Regions from separate parts of the Mus musculus genome. Here region 2 is linked to region 1. The links are chromatin contacts, called in public promoter capture Hi-C maps. All regions are on one chromosome and are shown on one strand. Each heading gives the region's core, a stretch centred on a gene start, on an enhancer-like site or on the middle of the called end of the contact. The rest is flanking DNA. Distances are from core to core; before and after follow the strand shown.

Region 1 (7,881 bases), core at 2,220-4,719:
CAGAGCAAGATCACTCATTCACCCCCACAAAGAGAGCAAGCACAACCAGGGTTTTCTTCCTGGTGAGGAGTCCTTTGAAAACTCAGAGTCCATTCCCCCTTTGCTGTGCATACAGAGCTTATGTTTTTGGGGTGGCTACTGTCTGACCACCTAAGTATGTCCCCTCAGGCCTAGACGTCTACCTTTGAAATATTGTAGAGCTTTGCCTCTTTTTTAAAAAAATAAGTTTTCAACTTTAGAATTACATGATAATATTGAGTAAGCGTTCTTCAATTCTATAGTCACACTTCCTGGACATAGTAGTGTGCATCTTGGAAAAGCATGGATCCTTCTCATAGATACTTCGTTCTGTGGAAACCAACTGAGATAAAGCTCTCTCTCTCCAGGGAGGCCCTATCTCCTATTCGCTAGGACAGGAGCCTGTGAGCGATTATTCAGATTCAAATAACAAGGGCTATAAACCCCGAGTACAGTCCGAGAATGAACTTAGCTAGAGGAAATGGATTTGACAATTTTATTTATAGCCAGCCCTCAGAAGATCTGATGATAACCCATTTACAACTTGAGATTTGTGAACACCTGGAATGCAGGAGTCTTGGGCATGCGCTGAGGTCCCCTACTTGTGGGAGCTGATGTTAACTGCATCTGTACAGTGTCGGAATTGAGATAAACTGTAGGACGCAGCTGGTACCTGCTGGAGAATGGTTTGGGATGTGGAAATGGCCTCCTCCAGCAAGTTTTGGCAGTATAATGTGTTGAATGTTATAAGAGTAGCAAAACACAGTTTATTTTTTCCTTCTCTCCAACAAGGGTAAAACTAATTTCTAGAAAATTCAGAGAGTGGATGGAAATGTGTTGATAAAGGTGTTAGCATTCTATCTAAACTCCACCCCACATTTACCTGGTAACAGCCAAGTATGCTCCTCCCCACAGTTACCTGGTAACATCCAGGTAGGCTTGACCCACTATAAAAGGGGCTGCTTGTCCCCTCCTCCTTCTCTTGTTCTCTTATCTCTTGCTTCTCTCTTGCTCTTCCGTTCCCCATTCCCTTCCATTACCCATCTCTCTGAGTGCTCATGGCCATGGGCCAGCCTCTACTTCTCTTCTCTTTCTCTTCCTCTCTCTCTCTTTCTCTCTCTCTCTCTCTATCTCTCTGCTACTCTCTTAACTCTCCTCCCCATACCTTGAATAAACTCTATTCTATACTATACCCTCGTGTAGCTGGTCCCTTAGGGGAAAAGGATGCCTCTGCATGGGGCCACTGAGACACCCCCTGCCCCCCATGCCTCACCACACCCCCATAGAATATACCCCCTTTTTCTTTATCTTTTTATAAACACATCAAAGGGGACTTGTTTCCCCAGATAATTTCAAGACAGGAGCACAACGGAGATGGGAATTGCTGGTCCAGGAGTTGTTTGTGTGTGTGGCTGCCTGTTGCAGTGAGAGATGGTAAGGCAGGAAGTAGGGGAAGTAGTATAGCTGACACTCATAACTGCCATTCCCCTGCACCAGCAAAGGCAGGTTGGGGATGACTTTCTGCACAGAACTGTACTCTTGTCTCTAAAGAAACGTAACAAATAACTCAGGGAGAAAAGGATGCAGACTTAGACGGAAACAAATCCACTTACAACAGTGAGAGGGGGTCAGGAAACAACACAAATCATGCAGAAAAATCAGCCAAGGTCTTCAGGCTTGAACATGAAATGTTAACTAAGATCAATTACCAAAAAAGACTCTTGCCTGAGGAGCCAACAAAAGTAGACTGTTGAAACAAACTGACTTAGCAAACAGAGGTAAGGTTAAACTTATTGTCTTTAGAGCTGCTGAGAAAAAGAAATATCCATTAGAGGAAGAAGGGAAGGTCATGATGCAAGAGATCTGCTGTGGTCATCATAGCTGCGTGGAGGATGAACTGAACTGGGGTGAGGGAAAGTAATGTGAGGGTGCAAAGAAAGGCGGCAGTCTCCAGGCTAAGGGGGCAGGGTAGGGGTAGAAGACATCAAATCTTCCTGCATTTGACTTTGGGCTTCCAGCCTTCAGAATTATGGCGTTTTGTTACACCAGCCCTAAATGATGCTTTAAACTTATATAGTAAAACTATCTCCATCAGAAACAGCCAGAGAAAAACTATCAGTAACCTTTCAAAAAGCACTAATAAATATTGATGCTTTGGGCTTAGAGGGCTCACAGAAACTGAAACTGCATCCACAGCTTGTATGAGACTGTGCTAGATCAGTGCTCTCAGCAAATGTCTAGCTTAAGAAGTGATGAGGCAAGCCGGGCGTGGTGGCACATGCCTTTAATCCCAGCACTTGGGAGGCAGAAGCAGGCGGATTTCTGAGTTCGAGGCCAGCCTGGTCTACAGAGTGAGTTCCAGGACAGCCAGGACTATACAGAGAAACCCTGTCTCGAAAAACCAAAAAAAAAAAAAAAAAAAAAAGTGATGAGGCCTGGACAATGCAAGTTGCCTGCATTGCAAGTATCATCGTTTCATCTGAAGTGTGTTTAAGGAGAAATTTCTGCTTTCAAATTCAAAGTGCCGAATCTTTTTCTAGTACCTGCTTGGCTCATTGCTTATATATGTGTGTCTAAACTTCTGCACGTCTGTCTGACTGCTTATCTGTCATGTACCTAATGCCAGAGGAATAATTCTGGAATGATTTCCTATTTAATAGTGTGAAATTGTCACTAAGATTAAGTTTTTTACTGGGTCATCAAGATCTAGTCATTAGGAGGTAGAACCCAGAGGGTCAGCAGAAAGTTTATCTATCTATCTATCTATCTATCTATCTATCTATCTATCCATCCATTCTATTTGAAGAAAGTGGGAGAGTTCTAAGAGCCAAGATTTCACGGTTCATGGGTGTAAACACCAACTCAGACTTCTGACATAGTCGTGGTTTACTGTTAGCATCTAACCCTAAGGGAGATAGATTCCAGTTCCCAAGACCAAAAGGAACGGAGCAAAACAGTTAGATACAGAAACCTGTGAGTTACCAGCTGAGGACATAAGTTTCGGGCGGAATCTTTGTCTTCAGAATCTTTACCATAATCCAGACCTCATACCTCCACCAGGTCTGCGACAGCCAGGGGCACACGAGGGACTCACGGTAACAACTCTCCGTGGGAGGGGACCGGCAACGAAAGACGCAGGACAAAAGAGAGTACCTGACTTGTGGATTTCTCAGGACGGAACTCCAAATCCCTCAACACAAGCTGCATTCTAAGAGTCTACCTCGGTACCAGCGACCAGCTTAGAATCCCCTGCTTCCGCCCACAGAACTTTGTCCTTCAGCTAGCTTACTGAGCATGCGCAGAATCTAGATCACATGCACTTGCTGAGTCCAATTCAAGTTCCAAACTCAAGAAGATGGGCGTTCCTCAGCGTAGGGCGGAGTCTCTGAGACTAAAACGTGTACGATTGGTCCGCCTCGGGGTCCACTTTCTTCAGTGGGCAGAGCCTCGCCTGGAGCCACAGCTGGGAAACAGTTCTCCTAATTTGGGAAGTGTCAGGCCGGGAGGGGCGTGGGGTTGGCCGGATTTTGTGTGCGCCTGCGCGATCGCTGGGACAGGGTGTGTTCCTGCTGCGGGATCCTGTTTTCGGCTGATCCAGTTCATCGCTCTCCACCCGAGTTTCCCTTGCAGGTCCCTAATCACACCCACCAGGTGTTGCTCGCTGCGGTGAGTGTGCGGGGTCCAAGTCCTCCATTAAGGACTCCATGGTGATACCCATTCTCCCCTAGGCAGCCCTGGAGAATTCAGCCTGGGCCTCTGCTCCTTTCCTGCCTTAACCTGCCCCACAACCCCCAGGCTCCCATTTTTGCCATCATCCACGTGCTTTGTTGTCCTTTGCTACAGAACATGTCCAAGTCACTGAAGAAGCTGGTGGAGGAGAGCAGGGAGAAGAACCAGCCGGAAGTGGACATGAGTGACAGGGGTATCTCCAGTATGTTGGATGTCAACGGCTTGTGTAAGTTCTCTTGGACAGTTGCTAAGTTTGTAAGTAACTGCTCTCTTGGGAGGCGAGTTTCGGAAGCCTGCCATTCCACCTTTGCTCGTCACTTGGTCACTTGTCAGGAGCTTGCAAACCACAGTTAGTTCTGCTGGGACTGGTGAACCAGATGAGAACGTCACACGAGGTGTGCTGCAGTTCCTTCTCAGCGGGTGAGGGAGCTTCATAGCTTTGAAGTCCATCTTCCATGTAGTGTCCCAAGTAGCCATTTTTGTTTGTAATTTGGAAGTCACGTTTTACTCTATGAATCATGAGCTGGTGGTACTCAAAAATTACATGCATAGTAAGAATTCTTGTGCCAGTAGTATTTTCAACATTTTCCTTCATTACGTATTCCTGGGTCATTCTCCCATTTGTGTTCAGGCATTGCTCAATCTTGTGATCCAAGCTCAGCACCCGTTTAATCAGGGTGTTGCTTTCAGCTGTGAACTTATATGACTCTTACTTTATTGTTTTTTTCTCATCTGTAAAACCAGACAGGGAACTCAGTACAAGTGGGAATGGTCATAAACTCCATTGCCTGTGCCCTTCTCATGGGCATCTCCTCTTCTCCACATGGAGACGGTTATCCCCATGTGTAAATGCTGCATCACTATCGCCAGATTTTGTGTTGAGAATTCTAGTGTCCACTTTTTCATGATCTTTAAATTCTGCAAACTAATTCTGGTCTTTGAAAACACTTTTTAAGTAAGTCACCACGCTTCTGTAGGTTCCTGTGACTTCATTTGGATCCTCTGAGAGCTTAACTGTTGAGAGTGGTACCCCCACATTCCTCAGCGGGACATACAAGGTCTGATTCTGATCATAAACCGATCCCTTCCATGCATTCATTCCAAGCGATGTTGAATAAGCTCCACTGAGTGACCCTGAGCAGCCAGATCTTCCTGACTTGCAAGTCTGTTGTCTCCTTATCTATATGCCTTTCCACCTGACGTCCCTTAACTTAACTGCCAAGAGTCAGCTCAGACATCATAGCCTATGAAAAACGTTCTCTTTCTATCTTCCTGTGTGAACCCACCTTTCTACAAGGCACAGATTGCATAGCCTTTAATTAATTAATTTTTTAAAAAAGATTTATTTATTTCATATGTGAGTACACGGTTGCTCTCCTCAGAGACACCACAAGAGGGCTTCCATTACAGATGGTTGTGAGCCACCATGTGGTTGCTGGGAATTGAACTCAGGACTTCTGGAAGACCAGCCAGTGATCCTAACCGCTGAGCCATTTCTCCAGTCCAATTAATTTATTTTTAATCCAGTAGACTCTCTTCCTCATTCGAATACCAAGAGAATATGCAATGCCATGCTTGTGTTCTTGAGAATAGTGTCTGGAACACAGTCGGCACTCTAAATGTTGATAGGAGTCAGAGTAGGATGTTAGAACATCAACCAGAGGGGAGCTGTACAGAGACCTTAAAGTCAGTGGATAGCTTCCTAGGCATGAAGACTCTTGTCTGTTCTTGGAGTACAGGCTGGGATGGATGTTGACACATTAAGGCCAAAGTGGACTGCAGACATCTAGCTATCATGAAGAGTCCTGCTTTGACATACCCTTAGCATCTTGATAACTTCTTGGTTTGGGTGACATGTGTTGGTCTCTTGCAGTAAGAATGGGTTTGTGGTGATTTTTGACACTGAAGTGTCTGCCGAGGATCTAGACACTCCCATTGCTTTGGCTTTATTTCGGTTTCCACTGCTGTAAAGGAAGAAGAGGCTAAACAGAGAGCAGGGGACCAGGTGCATCTGCGCCCTGAACAGCACCTAGTTCTCTGCCTGCTGCATGCCTCCCTATGGGCTGAAGCCTGAGCCCACAGTGGTCTGAGCCATTTGTATCATTCTGGAAGATGAAGACCCATGTAATATTAACAAATGACAAGAGTAGCTCTGCTATTTCAGTTCAGCTCCATTATCTCTTTGAAGCCTTGGCTCTTACTACAGGGGAAAAGATAGCCACTTGCTTCCTGAAGGGGAAAAAAAACTGCTTCTGGTCTAATACTGGGGGATAAAAAGCAAGGTCATTTCTGTAGTTGCTCAAACCAGAAACCAAGAGACAACATTGGTATTTCTTGGAAAGATCAGCGGAAGTTTAAAAATCTCACTCCCTCTGCTGGTGTTGGCTTAAGGAAGGGCTGGGTGTATTGAGTCCTTGCTGTCAGGACTCCTAAGAACCTGGAAGACTGTAGAGTGTTCACTGGAAGCCTGACCCTAAACTGGCTTTATCAGCCACTCACTGGATTGGAGCTCAGTGGTGGAGCGTTTGTGTAGAACATGTGCAGTTCTGGGGTTCATCTCAAACACAACACAAATAAATTTAAAACAGCAATCAGTTGGCATCCAATGTGGGTGCTATATGATAAAATTACCTCGAGTATTGTGTAAGAATTCTCTTCTTCTCTTCTCTTCTCTTCTCTTCTCTTCTCTTCTCTTCTCTTTTGCTTAGGTTTATCTGCAGCTATGACATTTAGAATGCAAGCATCCTGATTAAACACAGGAAACCATTAACTTACATGCAGAGAGAATGACTGTGTCTTGTACCCTAAGCTTTCCTTTTTTTGCATTTACTAATTTAACTTCTTAAAAATAATGTAATGATTTGGCTTTGAAGATGAGAAGGGAGGATTTGCATTTCTTTGAAGCATTTGAAATGCCAGCATTTCTGCTTGGGGGTTTGGGATGTATGAGCACACCAAAGTGTTTCCATAGATGAAGAGATGTGAGTTACCTTCTATTTTGTTGAGACAGGATCTCATGTAGACCTGGATGGCCTTGAACTCGTTTTGTAGTGAGGAGGACCCTCCTGCTTCCATCTCCCAAGTGCTGGGATCACAGGTGTGCACCACCACAGGCTACCAGTTAACCCTGCATTGGGAGCTCCTATGGAGAATGCAGTTATCATTCTGGCCTGTTTTGGGGGCAAGTATCAGTGAGACTCAGGAGGAATGAGTGTATTCTAGCAATAACCTACTCACATCTCCCTCCCCCTTTTTTTCCTCCTGTAAGTTGGTGCTGAGGCCCAGCTTGGGGTTTGAAATGTGAAGGAGTCATTTCTCGTTGCCCTTCTGTTGAGTCTTTGCCAGTTAACACTGTTGAAGGAATTGAGAGCGTACCTGTCTGTGACTCTATTCTTGGGTCACCATCTCTGGGAGGCTTCTCAAGGCTCTTAAATTTTAACCCAGCCCCCTCCAGCTTGGCCAGCTTGTCTCTCCTGCATCCCTCTGTCTGGCAGTGCCTGGAAAGAGTTTCTGGAGTGAAGACTATCACTGCTTTTAGTTAAGAAATCCTTATTTGAAAAGCATTTTATACAATACATTCTGATTGGGCTTTTCCTCTCTTCTGTCTCCCACCTATCCTCTCTGCCCACCCAACTCCACTCCACACCCTTTCTTTCTCTTTAAAAAACAAACATACAAAAAAAAAATAAAAAAAGAAAACTGCAGAAACAATTCTGTACAACAGCCTCCAACACACACACAGAAAACAAGAAAACAAAGTGTACAAGCCAAAGACCAACAAGACAAAAACATCCAAACTAAGCAATAGGAGACAAAAGATCTACAAATATAGCATTGAGTTTGTTGTTTTTGACTGGGTACTCCTGAACAGGGCATCTACCCTAAGTATGGCTAATATGACCCATGGAAAACCGTTGGAGAAAACTAATTTTTCCTTTGCAAGCTTGAGTCTCATCCGGCTTGAACCTGTGCTGATGCTGTGGCATGCTGCCACACTCTGTTGTGTCCTGTTGTGTCTGGCGTTCTCCCTCCCCTCTGGCTCTTCAAATCCCGCTGCCTCCTCTTCCCCATAGCTCCCCAATTCCCGAGGGCAGAAGCTGGAGGAGGAGACCTTTAGGACTGAATACTGTGAAT
Region 2 (7,881 bases), core at 2,340-4,839, 220 kb before region 1:
GTCATAAATGGTCCCCTGAGCTTTCATATTAATGGTACCCCCACTGAACCTTGGGCAACTCCTAATTAGTTTCTATTAAATATAACTTTGGCTTTTGAAATAATATCATTTGGAATCACTTACTATTTAGTCTTTTTTTAAATTATATCTTGTTACTTGAAAAATACTGTTAAACAAATGAATAGACGTACACAGGTTTTGAGAAAATACTGGCAAGATACAGAGCCTTGAATTTAGATTTATTGATTCTTAAATGAAATTGGCTACTTAGTAACAAATGGTCAGCCCTGAAAACCTCCACACACAAGAACCATTACAAGAAGAGCACGAGGACTCCATGGCAGGGTTTGTAGCAATAGCATGAAGCATCCCCACTTGGCTGGCTCCATCTTCAGTAATGTTTTCTCTTTTACCGAACAAAACAAGACAAAGTTTTGCCTTTTCAACCTTCTTGCTCCTCTTTCTCTCTCATTATTCTGGTCACTTCCCAAGAATTTGAGATGTGAACCAAAGGCCTAATCATAAAATATTCCATTTTTTAAAAAACATCTTAGGTTCTAGGAGTTTTAGAAAAGTTTTAGGCCTAGGTGACCTTGGGTCTAGCGAAATGATGAACTGCAAATTTGGATTTATGAAACTTTAAAACATTTATGTCCAGCCTCAAGCACTATTTATTATATATTTATCTCTCTGTTTGAAAAGATTTTTGTATTTACTACTGTATATGTGTGTGCAAATGTGTGCATGTGTTGGGTGTTCACATAGGCTAGAGCGGTAAGAACTGGGAGCTGGAGTTACAGACAGTTCTACCTGATGTATGTGCTGGGGATGGAAAGTCTGGTCCTTTGAAAGAACAGTGCATGCTCTTATCCACTGAGCCATCTCCCCATCGTACTACACCACATCTGCCTCTTAAACAATAAGACTTGTTATTTCAACATCAGCTCAAAAGAAAATCAAGTTGAAGGGGTCTGCAACCCTATAGGAGCAACAACAATATGAACTAACCAGTACCCCCCTCCCCCCCAACCAGAGCTTGTGTCTCTAGTTGCATATGTAGCAGAGGATGGCCTAGTAGGCTATCAATGGGAGGAGAGGCCCTTGGTCTTGGGAAGATTATACGCCCCAGTACAGCAGAATGCCAGAGCTGGGAGTGGGTTGGGGAGCAGGCTGGGGGGAGGGTATAGGGGACTTTTGGGATAGCATTTGAAATGTAAATGAAGAAAATATCTAATAAAAAAAGAAAGCTAAAAAAATAAAATAAAATTAGTTGCTGAACTTAAAAAAAAATAAAAACATTAAAAAAAAAGAAAATCAAGTTGAAATATACTTTCTTTGGTTGTGTTAGTTCAATTATAGTGGTCAAATAGGACAGGAGTAAAACAGGGTCACATTTTAAATTCTTTTTTTTTTTTTTTTTTTTTTTTCGAGACAGGGTTTCTCTGTGTAGCCCTGGCTGTCCTGGAACTCACTCTGTGGACCAGGCTGGCCTCGAACTCAGAAATCCACCTGCCTCTGCCTCCCAAGTGCTGGGATTAAAGGTGTGCACCACCACTCCCAGCTACAGGGTCACATTTATCCACTGTATCAAACTGAGCAGCTATATTTGAGAAATTTAAATTAATTTAAATTTAAGGTTTTAAAATTTAAATGACAATGCAAATGAGAGAGAGAGAGAGAGAGAGAGAGAGAGAGAGAGAGAGAGAGAGTATCCTAGATCTTTGCACTTTAGGGGACTTCCCAGTGAAGGAGAAGGAGAAATCAGAAAGAAGAAAGTTCAGACATAACGATCAGCATGCAGTCAGAGCTGACTTTTCTCCAGAAACTTCTGGAAGAGGAGCCATCCTCCAGCCAATCCAGGGAGCTGTGGTTCCCTTGAGCTGCTGTTGACTTGCTCAAAGCGTATGTTGAGCCAGGGCTCTGGGATGGGCCTTGGGTGGCTTGCTGGGAGAGAAGCTGGGGTGCTGATATTGGGAGTTACCTGCTGGGCTTCTAGACCCTAGGAATTTCTCTAGGGCTCAGGTAGCCTCTCTCTACTGTGTGCAGCATCTACAGATGGCAGAAATTCGAGACTAACTATAGTTTCAGTGCAAAGGTCATTGGGAAATATATGTAGCCAGCTTTTAATTTTGTGGTCCATAGGCTTGTACTTCTGCCATTGCATCTGCGGCTCATCAGAGCCTTTTGTATTTTCTCTGTGGATCTCTACAAGCATTAAACAGGGAGCCCTCATTCTCCTGCACTGTAGCCTGCAGCAATCACCATTCTCGGTTTCTGTATCAGAGTCAAACTCATCCAGGCACCGTATGTAAGCAGGCTCGTAGATGGTGGTTTTCTTTCACTTTCCTGTATCTACTTTGTAGTGTGTGCTGATTTGTTTTTTTTTTTTTTTTTTTATGGCTGAAAAACATTCTATTGTATATTGGGTGTGGTAGTGTGAACCTGTAATTCTAGGAATCTCTATGCTCTTTTCTATAGTAGCAGTGCCATTTACTGGGTATGGAATTATGTCTCATGGTTTTGATTTAGAGTCACCAGATTAGCAGAGCTGCTAGCCATATGGTCACAAATGTCTGTAAGTCTTTTCTGAGGGTATTTCCACTCTGTTCTTTGGCTTTTTTTTTTTTTTTTTTTTTTGTTGCATACTTTCTTGTTAAATTGTGGGATTTTTTTTTTTTTTTTAAGTTCTGGATGTTAATCTCATTTGGTATATATGTTTTCCAACTACTTCCTTTGCTTCTTTGAGTTACTTTAAAAATACAACTATTTTTTTCTTTGACAGTTTCATATATGTATGTCATATATTTTGATTATATTCATCCCATTGCCTTCTCCTATCCTCTCCCTGCTCTCACTGAGCCCCTTCTTTCAAAAACAAAACAAAACAAAACAAAACAAAACAAAACAAAACAAAACAAAACAAAACAAAAAAGTTCGTACTCTTTTCATGCCTGTGTGCAGGTGTGGCCTCCTGGGCTTCATTAGGGTTGCCTAGGTGAACATGGTGAGGATTATTTACTGGAACTCGGGGCCACTTCCCTGTGGCTCCCCACTGATGTAAGCTGATCCCCTGAAGTTGCCTTTGAATCCTCTTGAATTTTGACACTGACTCCTTCTCCTGGTTTCTTTTTGGTTTTACTGTTCCTACTTTTGTGGTTCAGGGCCGAGAAATGAGTGCAAATCCACGGTCACGACTTCTTCCCCATTTCTTCTTAAATTTGGGGCTCCGAAGAACACTTAGCAGTAACCTTTATGCACAGTATGAGATAAAGAAATCACTTCTTTTGCAGAAATTCTATTTCTCCAGCACTATTTACCAAAAGCTGAGAGCCTCCTAAGCAAGGATTCCTTCAGTGGATGATTCCGGAGCCGCTGGTTACTGTTTCAAAGGTTAAGCAAATAATGATTAAGTTGTGCATAACTTAAGGTAGATTTTGACCCCTCACAAGTTGAACAGTACTAGAGATCTAAGATCATTGACATTCTTCAGGAAGGAGCAAAATAACTTAAGCCTTCTTGGAAAGACTGGAAAGTTAAAGAATATTTTGCTGATCAAAGAGCAACTGGCTGCAAGCAGCCCTCAAATTCTGGACTCAGCTGGCCAGAGTGGTCTCCCTCTTGCCGGCGAGGTGAGCGGGGGAGCTGCGGAGCATGGCCTCACATTTTCTCTGGGGTTTTGTTACTTTATTGATGGTACCCGGATTAGACGGTGAAACTGGAACACCAGAGCAGAAGCTACAGAAAAGAATTGCTGATCTCCACCAGTAAGTATAAGCGTGGCTTATTTCTGCTAAGGGACTGGAGTCTATCCTTGCTGTCCGTAACAAATAACACGAGAAGTCAAAGTTTCTCAAGGAAAGTAGCGATGTTAAAAAGCCCCTGGGGAGAAGATTTGGGCTGGTATAAAGAACTGTTTTCTGATTTACAAATGGTCTTTGTTCACTTGTGAGTGAGTCACATCTGCGATTCCTGGGAAATATATCATTAAGAAATTCTCAGAGAAATAATGATAGATGAATAGAGACGGTTTGGTTGGATTGAGTGTGAAATGAGGATATGTATAGCAAGTCTATCATTATTCCGCAAGAAACTTGGTTTAAAATTTAAAACTCTATGTGCTAATTACTGATGAATTCTCTGCTCAAATTGTATAGGCCTCGGATGACTACGGAGGAGGGAAACTTAGTGTTTCTTACAAGCTCTGCCCAAAACATTGAATTTAGAACTGGTTCCCTGGGGAAAATCAAATTAAATGATGATGACCTTGGCGAATGTTTACACCAGGTAATGCACTGGGAAAACACAGCTCTTGCTTTGTTAATCAATATATACTAGCTTAAATTGACCAGCTCAATATTAGTCAGCACCTTGAATCCTGAGCACAGAAAACACAACCATAAGATCAGGTCTTAAAAAGAAGCCTTATGCTGGAGAGATGGCTCAGTGGTTAAGAGCACTGACTGCTCTTCCGGAGGTCCTGAGTTCAAATCCCAGCAGCCACATGGTGGCTCACAACCATCTGTAATGAGAAAAAGAAGCCTTATAAAGACTTCATGGTGAGGAGAGAGGGGTCAATGCCAGAAGAGGAGGCTCATTGCTTAGGGACAGATTTCACCATTCAGAGAAGAGCCAGAAAGTCAGAGCTCCTCTACCAGAGAGGAAGTAAGGAGGGGACCAGAGCAGGCACAGATGCGTTCTATAGGGAGGGAAGATGAGTTCTGCATAGAAGGAATAAAGGGGAAATAGAGCAGGCACAGATGTGTTCTGTGCAGTGTGTGTGGGGCAATAAGGAGGGGACCAGAGCAGGCACAGATGTGTTCTGCAGGGAGGGAAAAGGGAGAACCAGAGCAGGCACAGATGTGTTCTGTGCATTGTGTGGGGCAATAAGGAGGGGACCAGAGCAGGCACAGATGTGTTCTGCAGCACTATTGCCACAGCAGAGTAGTCAGTTACTCTAATACTTTATTGAACGCTTTCCATACTCAGCATTAATAACATCACATGCTGCGGCTGGGTCATGCACTTGTGTGTTATATTGCTTGACTCTCAGGACTCCCCCATGAAAGTGTTGATTATTATTCCACTTATGAGTTACAAAGTGGGCAAATATTTAATGTCCAAAAATAGACAATAAGTAATTGGGGCAAGATTTAAAATTCAAAAGGTCTCATTCAAAAGCATACATTTTTGTGTTACTAGGGGTTGAATGGAGAAAGTTTTAAATTATATCGTAGTCAAGCTCTCTCTCATTGAGCTATAGCCCAAGACTACCACACTTCTTAATATGCACTCTAAAACGTTATTACATTATGGGAAAATACATATACAAAAGTCATTGTAGCTCTAGAAGAGTCAACTGAGCTTTGCCACATGTTTTGAATTTATAATAATGAAGCTTTAGTGCTTGCTCCTGTAAGATGGAAATATTTTTCCATATTGTTATTCTTTTCTTTTTCTTTTTAAAATATTAGATCCAGAGAAACAAAGATGATATTATAGATTTAAAAAGGAATACAACTGGTCTTCCTCAAAATATACTTAGTCAAGTCCACCAACTTAACTCGAAGGTAAGGTCGACATATGCATTGCGCTCATGGTAAGAGCCATGAGTTCTTGTCAATCCAACTTTGTACGTAGTGAGCTCTTTTGTCGTTAGCTGTTTATCGTTACATTGTGAACTTTGGGGTCAAGTGGCATAGCTGTAATGGAGGCTAGGGAGTGGTAGTGGCAGAAGGCAGTAAGCACTACGGCAAGGCTTTGTTCAAGTTCTGATAGCATCTCCCTTGCCCAAGGCTTGGCTTTGTTCAAGTCTTGATAGCATCTTCCTTGCGAACCAAGGGGGGGTTATCACTGTCTTTGTGCTGTAATCTCCTTGTGAAGGAAACAGAGAGTCAGCTTATCAGTGGGCTGAACTTCTTTTTAAAAGACCTTTAAAAATTTACAGGTAGAAAGAAACCCCAGAAGGGAAGGGAATAAGGAGGGGGAAAATAATGAATGAAAACCAACCAAGCAAAATGAGTCCCTAAAAGAGCAGCATAGCAATGGGTAACATCACGTGACAGTCTCTGCGCTCGGTAATTGGTGCATTTTCTTCCCCGCTGCTACAGCTCGTGGATCTTGAGAGAGATTTTCAAAGCTTACAGCAGGTAAGTTCTACGGATGGATAGTCACCGAAAATATGTAAGCAACATTTCTAAGGTAAATATGGCTGTTGTTCCTCTGTAAACCTAGTACTCAGGAGACCGAACCAGGAGTATTGAGAGTTTGAATCCAGCTTACCGTACGTAGCAAGTTACAGACCACCTTGATATACATAGTATGAATTAACCTAAAATAATAATAATAATAAATAGTAGTAGTAATATAAATGAATCAATAGTTTCATTTTAAGCGGTCAATCAATACCAAGGACTTGATTTTCCATTGTTTGATTCCTGCTCCTGCCTCCGTCCCTAGGATGTACGAGAAAACCCAGGGCAGTATGCCACCCTAAGGTCACTAAGAATGTAGGATCTTCTACACCTGAGTTCACAGCCCTCAAGCCCCACCCCTTACTGTCTCCTTTAGCCATCCTGCTGTGGCTTTACTTGTGTATGTTTGGTCAGCTAGTGATCCCCCAGCTGGCATCAATAACTGAGTCTCAGAAAACCACATAGCCTCTCCTCGCTGAGCTCAGAATACTGGGGCTGTACAGTGTTCTCGGCTCCTTAAAACTGCACTGGCTGGCAGTTCAGCTTAAAACACTCCCCAGAGCAAATACACTCTAACCTTGCTATGTGTAGGCAAGACTGTGTTCATTTATGCTTTTCACCTTCCTTGTGGGCAAATGACTAAAACATCGGTTGAAACCATAACCCTTCTGCCCAAAGAAATGTATAGAATGTACCAATACTTATGATTCTGCAATTCCCAGTTAATAATATCTGCTCAAATAGTTACAACTCCTTTCCATAACGGTTGACCTCCTACTGTGGGCATTAAGTTTGGTGAACAACTTCATGTTCTCTGTTCATCACTTCGAGAACACATTGTACCTCAGCCTTCACATCTTCAGGGAATAGCTGAGCACATGAGAACATGTAAAGAGAACTGGCTGCTGTGGAGCAAAGCATCATGGGGGTTTTCAAACTCCTACAGTGCTTCCCAGTTTCATTGCTGGTCAAGAACTGGAGATTGCGATTAAAATGAGCTTCCGCTGTCCTCTCCCCTATCGTCGGGGTCAAGGTTTTAATGGTTTCCAATGTCAATTTCCTTCTGCTTTGTGATAGGACAAGGTCAGCAGTCACTGCCACCCCCTCCTCCTCTTCCTCCTGACTGCTAACTAATTTTCGTTCCTGCTAGAACCCCCAAATCTATGGCTTTGAACTGCTTTCGTTCACCAGAAAACTCAAAAGTTTGTGGCCAATGTTCTTAATAATGTCCTTTGGCCCTTTACTGGACATAACTCATTGTGGTTCTGACATGAAGACAAATCATAGGAGGGAAGAAAGCAGAATTCACAGACACACATGAATGTGTAGTCCTGGGATTTATAACAAGGACAGAGAAAGAATGGGCTTTGCAGTAAACAGCACTGGACAAGTTGGAGATCTCACCCTTCGTCAGCTACCGGAATTTTGTCCATGGAACTAAGTTGGTTTTCTCTGAGCCTTTGTTGGTACTTATGTATGGGTGTAAAAAACACTTTGTCCCTGCTTGAAACAAGATTTGACTAAGGTCAATGCATTAAAATGTCTTGACTGCATCATCACTTGCCCTCGGTGAAACTGTTGCCTCTGCACCCCTAAATCTTTACAAATTGTACAGAATAGTGCCCGGTAGCTGACGAAGGGTGAGATCCCCAGTTTGTGTGGACAAAGGTAGCCCTGTTTGCTGTCCTGG

The links. Capture Hi-C pulls out chosen DNA fragments and counts their contacts.
Region 2: a promoter capture Hi-C map of adipose tissue shows a contact between it and region 1. The contact joins the promoter of Cubn here to the promoter of Rsu1 in region 1. A contact is called at or near these places in 8 of 39 promoter capture datasets (the C10 cell line, the HPC-7 cell line, embryonic stem cells and 3 more), 1 of 484 Hi-C or Micro-C datasets (bone marrow-derived macrophages), 6 of 115 datasets of contacts at active chromatin or transcription factors (bone marrow-derived macrophages, embryonic stem cells, extraembryonic endoderm stem cells and 3 more) and 5 of 9 other capture datasets (adipose tissue, embryonic stem cells, liver and 2 more).

The regions. Positions count from the first base shown.
Region 1 is chr2:13,267,003-13,274,883 of GRCm38.p6, reverse strand. Rsu1 (Ras suppressor protein 1) reads left to right here and starts at 3,469. Exons shown (of 9, transcript NM_009105.4): 1 at 3,469-3,684; 2 at 3,862-3,973. The coding sequence starts at 3,865. Gm13270 (a long non-coding RNA gene) reads right to left here and starts at 3,307. Exons shown (of 3, transcript XR_865976.2): 1 at 3,172-3,307.
Region 2 is chr2:13,487,584-13,495,464 of GRCm38.p6, reverse strand. Cubn (cubilin (intrinsic factor-cobalamin receptor)) reads left to right here and starts at 3,589. Exons shown (of 67, transcript NM_001081084.2): 1 at 3,589-3,764; 2 at 4,155-4,284; 3 at 5,472-5,567; 4 at 6,108-6,146. The coding sequence starts at 3,652.